Linked DNA regions of Rattus norvegicus: region 2 is linked to region 1. A link is a contact called in public Hi-C data. All regions are on one chromosome and are shown on one strand. Each heading gives the region's core, a stretch centred on a gene start, on an enhancer-like site or on the middle of the called end of the contact. The rest is flanking DNA. Distances are from core to core; before and after follow the strand shown.

The links. A called contact is a pair of places that touch in the nucleus more often than the background predicts.
Region 2: a contact with region 1 is called in a Hi-C map of frontal cortex, with 2.3 times the contacts expected there. The contact joins the promoter of Prdm11 here to the enhancer-like site in region 1. A contact is called at or near these places in 3 of 12 Hi-C or Micro-C datasets (frontal cortex, kidney and psoas muscle).

Annotation. Positions count from the first base shown.
Region 1 is chr3:99,399,868-99,402,674 of GRCr8, forward strand. The region is part of intron 5 of Prdm11 (PR/SET domain 11); the gene reads right to left. It overlaps LOC134486127 (a long non-coding RNA gene), which reads left to right. Exons shown (of 3, transcript XR_010064857.1): 3 at 239-439. Among named protein-coding and RNA genes, the nearest start is that of Prdm11, 59 kb to the right of the region's middle. Within about 2 kb of position 1,399, at least 20 of the 93 cell types and tissues checked have an H3K27ac peak or open chromatin away from gene starts, as enhancers often do.
Region 2 is chr3:99,459,093-99,461,899 of GRCr8, forward strand. Prdm11 (PR/SET domain 11) reads right to left here and starts at 1,332. Exons shown (of 8, transcript NM_001271530.2): 1 at 1,258-1,332.

The DNA.
Region 1 (2,807 bases), core at 149-2,648:
GTGGAGATGCAGCCACTACAGAGGTGTGTCCCAGGATGGCCCCTAATGGTCATCCAGGAGCCTCTCAAGTCTCCAGTCAGAAACTATTTCACTCCCTGGAAACTGCAACACTTTTGGGGAGCACAAGGTTAAACTCACTGAACATTATGTCACCTTTGATGTGCAGGACAAAAGAAAAGTTGACCTAGCAGCCGTGGATGCTCAGCTGCCTTTGGCCTACACTGTCTTTCCTTTGCAGGGCAAGCATGGGGTTGGGTGTGCCCATGGGGAGTCTATGGAATCCAGGATATGCAAGGACCACAGAACCCTCGTCGCCACACACTTTCCATTAAGCGTCTAACCCCTGCTCTGGAGACTTGTGGGGTCTCCTTGGGATATGAAGAAAGAGAATACACACTAAAAAAAAAAAAAAAGATTCTGGAGCCTGGCTGTGTTCAAAGTGTGACATCTGATTCATTTTATTGTCATCTTAACAAAATTATTTGAGAAGGCCATCTTGGGTTCCAGCATAGATGGGCAATCCAGGCACCAGGCTATTACTGGACAAGACAATATGCAGTTTGATGGGGCAGGAACCACCAAAGAACCACAAATTGGGGCAATGAAGCCCAGGGCCCAGGGACACAGCAGGAGCCATCCGTTTATCATTTCATGTAAGACAAAGCATGGTGTGTGTTTATAAACAACTCCAGCAACAGCCTCAGTGGGCACTGGGTCCAGTGGGCTTCCAGGTCCACTTAGTTTCTCAGGAAGAAAGGAAGGGTGTGAAAGGTCTGCTGGGGTCGGCCTCAGGCCAGGGAGGGAGGACAAAGCTGCACCTAGGTCAGAGTGAAGCCTTTGGCTTAGTTTCTCCTCCCTAACTCAAGAACCCAGCTCTCTGACCATGTCCCTTAAGCAAAACACAAAGCTAGAAGTGTGTATGGCTAAGTGAACATACAGCCTAAGCAAGCAGAGGCAAAGCATGCTGGGAGATGGACTGGACACAGCCTCATTGGTCTCGGCCTTATTCAGAGCCAGTGAGTGGACAGTGTGCCTGCTGGCTCCCGAGGCCTGAGCCCGGGACCTCCCACCGCTGGCTGTGAGACTCAAGGCATCACAGGCTGGCAGAATCATCCCCATGCTGTTTTTGTTCCCTCTTCCAACTGTGGAAGCTAAGGCAGGGCTTGGGTGAGGAGAAGATCCCCATCTATTAGCACTCCACATCTGGCCTCTTGATGAAAGCTGGCCAGGTCCCCACTACATGGCTGTGTTGTTTCTGAACCCTGAGATGCATGACTAGGATTGGAATGACCAGTAATCAGTGATTGCAAAGACTGACTTGGCTGCCTTCTCACTGCTCAGAAAGCTCCCTGAGATGGCCTGTCATGTGCAGGCTGGGGAAAAGCTTACAGTATGCTAAGAATGCCAGATCATCTCTTTCCCCTCCTCACACGCCCATTCTCCTTCCTCCCACAAAAGGCAAGCACAGCAGCTGAGCAATGTCTGGCAAGCGCAGGACCAAGGCTAGGGCCCTGCCCACCCAGCTGAGCCAGCCCCACCCACCCAGCTGAGCCAGCCCCACCCACCCAGCTGAGCCAGCCCCGCCCACCCACAGGCCGCGCCACCTGGGAACAGGGCAGAATCAGGACCTGGGAGGTTAGCTCTGCTGCAGCCCTGAGTTGGAAGCAAGATTCTGTTGGATGCTGCCCCCCTGCCCCAGCAAGGCCTGTTCCGTAGGCTACAGGATACAGGCCATGAGGAGAGCAACCTTCTAGGCCAAGCAAGCATTCAAGCAGGCAGCTTTTCTTGTGTCTTGAGCATCTTCCTGAGATATGGGGGTGGGCTGTATACCCACTCTGTTAAAGCACAGGAAGCTGTACTGCATCAGGTGAAGAGATGACTGTGCCCCAGGGTCATCGGTCTCGTTTCTGGACACAAGGGACTCCCCCATCTCAAGGCCAGACACCACCGGCATTGCTTCTCCTTATGCAAACTGGCCATGTTAGAAATTGTGCTTTCTCTTCCGAGACCTGGTAGTCCGTGTTGGGGCTGGTTCTGGGCAAGCTGCTGTAGGGTCCGGCAGGGATGCCTGAGCCTGGAAAGTGCAGTCAATGGGAGCTGCCCCTTTTGGCCCATGCTGAGATGCTTGAACTGCATCTCGGATCTCCATAAGTGTCTTACACATCTGACCAACACGGCTGTTCAGTTCAGCCATAGCCTGGCTGATAACATGCATGCTGTCAGCCATGTCTTGGTGCACAGTCACCAGCTCCTGGCAGAACTTCTGGAACATTTCGGTCTGATGGGCACGGGCATGCAGGAGATGCCAGTCCAGGCTCATGGTGGGTGAATTGGGATGTGGCTCTGGGGTCCTGCATGCCTGGGCCTGGAGTGAGGGATGGGGCAGGACCTCTGGCTTAGGGCCCAGCATCTTGGACTGGTCTGAGGAAGATGAACAGAGCAGTGTGGGCCTGGCCAGGAGGGCCTCTTCCTCTGGAGAACGTAGCAGGGGCATCCGAAGAGGCTGCTGTGAGGGCCCAGGAGCTTTCTCATCTTCATCATCTTGGAGTGTACAAGGAGAGAAGGACAGATGATTACAAAAGGGCGAAGGGGCAGCCCGGGTCACAGGCTCGCCTCTGAAACTCCCTGCTGTACACCCCTTAGCCTGTACTGGCACCACACACAGAGAAATGCCAGCTTCTAAGTCCCTGAGGTATGGAGGTCCAGTATTGGTAGAAGGATGAGCAGGAGCTGGTTCCCTTCTTCCCACAGAAGCAGCTACATTCCAGGAAAGGAGTCCAGTCCAAGGAGGCCCCATCTCCAGTGGC
Region 2 (2,807 bases), core at 82-2,581, 59 kb after region 1:
CAAAGCCCCGTGGGAAGGATCCTGAAGATGCCCTTTCCATGAAACTAAAAAAACCAAGGGGCCTGGGCCGTGTGCCCAGAAAGTTCCCAGAAGATCCATGCCTGGCTCCCCAGAGATGAGAGGAATATGGGACTTCTGACCCATACACCGTACTCCACCAACCAAGACCCTAGGAAAGTCCCTGCCTTCCTCTGCAGGGGACAAGAGGGCAAGGCAAGCTGGGGTGCCACGGGCATCATACTTCATGGAAAATTATTCTGCTTCAGATAGAAAAAACTCCCAAAGTTTAGAGGATTCCCAAGATGAAGAGCAGGCTCCCTTCACCGCTCGCAGTCCCCACGCACAAAGGGCTGGGCGTGCTTCTTCTAGATCACTTTAAATCATAGACCACGGCTGTCCTCCACACGAACCCACGGTCAAAAAACAAAAGATAGACTTTCTTCCTCTAGGTCACCAACTCATTCTAAGGGTCTGAGCTCCTACTCTGACCGGCTCAAGACACCCGCAACTTTTTGCTGTATTAGCCCAGGGTTGCTCGGTAGTCCCTGCAGCGACTTGCCTAGGGCACGCTGGCCTTGACGGAGGAAGGTCATTGGCCACCAAGTTTCTGCAGTTTCTGCATCACATAGTACCTTAGGGACCAGGAATGAGGAGGTGGGGGGTGGAGACGACACTCGGGGGCGAATTCCCGAAGAGTCCACGCCGCAACCAAGTCTTAAAATAGATGAAAGGCACGCCCTCCCTCCGCCGCCCCAGGCCCGCGGCAGGTCGCAGAGAGACATGCAGTCCCCAAGCCCCTCAGCCTGGCCCCGGAGCACCGGCGACCAGGTCCCTGCAACTAGGCCAGCGGCTGCCTCCCGCCCTCGCCCCGCCCTGCCCCCTGTCTACGCGTTCTCTTAGCGAACGCCGGGCCCGGGAAGCCGCTCCCATTGGCCGGCGGCCGCGTCCGTCAGCGCGCGGCGGAGCCGAGGAAAAGGCTACAGTGGAACAAGGCGGGCGAGTGCGCGGAGGAAGGAGGCGGAGGCTGGGCCGCCCGAGGCCCGCGTCGGGCGGCGGCGACGACCTGCGGGCCTGGGCCACCTTGGGACCCACCCCGCTCTCGGTGCTCCGGCCGGTGCCCAGTCGCCCGCCTGCGCCCTATTCCCCAGTGTCCCCGTGCACTCGTCGCCGCGGCCCCCGCGCCGGTTGGCGAGCCGCCCAGCGTCTTCCGAAGCCATGTTCACGTTCATGGCCACGGTGGCCACCGGGCCCACTCACCTTCGCGGGTTCCCACGCGGGGCGGCGGGCCGGGCCGGGGCCGGGGCGGCGGGACGCGGCGGGACGGGGCGGCCGCGCGCGGGGTCCCCGGCCGGGCAAAGTTTCAGCGCCAGCGGCAGCGCGGCGGCGACTCGCTGCTGCTCTCCTCCCCTGCTTTGACCACCATCTTATTAGTACAGGAAATGACATGGAAAACGGAAGAAAGCGGCGTTTGGGGCAGACGCGGACCCCCCAATTCAGGGGGCCGGAGCCGGGCCTCGCTGAGCCCCGCGTCCCCCGAGCCGGCCCCGCGCGGGAGCTCGCGCGTCCCCGCCGCGCGCCCCACGGGGAGGGCGACGCTGCGGAGGAGGAGCGGGCTGCGCCAACTTTGCGCCCGGGATACTTTCGGGGGGTCGTGCTGGAAAGTTGTGGCATTTGCGCAAGCCCATCCGAGGGTGCCCCCTAGCTCTGCCCGGCTTCGACGCTGTCGGTCTACAACCCAAAAAATAGTCAGAGGGCGATAAATGCGTTTATAATTTTAACCCTTACTGGGTCCCTTTCCGGGCCCCTTTAACCCTTTGGATGCTCGACAATTTGAGTATCAACTGAAGTTGGGTAACATGTATCCCATGGACCAACAAGGGGAAGGGCTCTGGGGCCTGTGAGAAAAATGAGAAAAATTAACTATTTACAGGAGGGGGCTTAAAGGGTGAGTGTCACTTGCTGCTCAGATCAAAGTACAGTACCAAATCAGAATACAAAACTGGGACCGACTGCTCTCTAACTTTCCTTGGCTAGTGCCTCCTTGTATCCATCTGTGAAATGGCACTTAACAAAAAAGATATTGAAGGGATGTGGTGATGCCAGGGTGTTTAAAGAAAGTGTGAGTGGTCAGATAGGAACCAAAACGACCATACCCCAAGCAACCCCTTCTTTGTAATGATCTCAAGGGGAAGGCTGCTGCAGGGTGGGTTTCCTAGCGGTAGGAGGGCCTCACCTTAGGCTAGAAGTTGCCAAAAAGGATTCTACCTTAGTAAGAGATCTTGGAAGGCCTGCCCAGTGCCAAGTAGTCCAGGAAGGTCCAGAAAGTCCCAAGAAGGTGTCACCTTAGGGGAGCCGATTACCAAGGGAAACGAGCTTCTACCAGGGTGATCCCAGAGGGCTTTCCAAGGTCAAGTACTCCTGAGGATGCTGTAGCTCCTGGAGACCCGATGGGGGCTGGGAGGGGAGGCAACTTCTTGACCGTATTTCTCTTGACCTTGATAACACAAGCGCTTCTTGGGATCCTTTGTCTGTCACTTGCAGTATGACCTTGAGTGTCTGTAGCTTTGACCCTGTTTCCTCATCTTGCAAAGCTGTAAGGTCCAGCTGCCAGCTCTAGGGTGAGCCCTGAGGGTGTGTGTAAAGAGCCCAGAAGCAGCTGTAATGCTATGGAAACGGCTAGGGGTTGTGTGTCCACAACTGTAGCTTTCTGAAGCACCGGGTACTGTGGGTAACATAGATGAAGACCTGGATCTGTGCATCCCGGTGTATCCCAGCCCAGTCAGAAGTCTGTAAGACTTCCTCAAGTT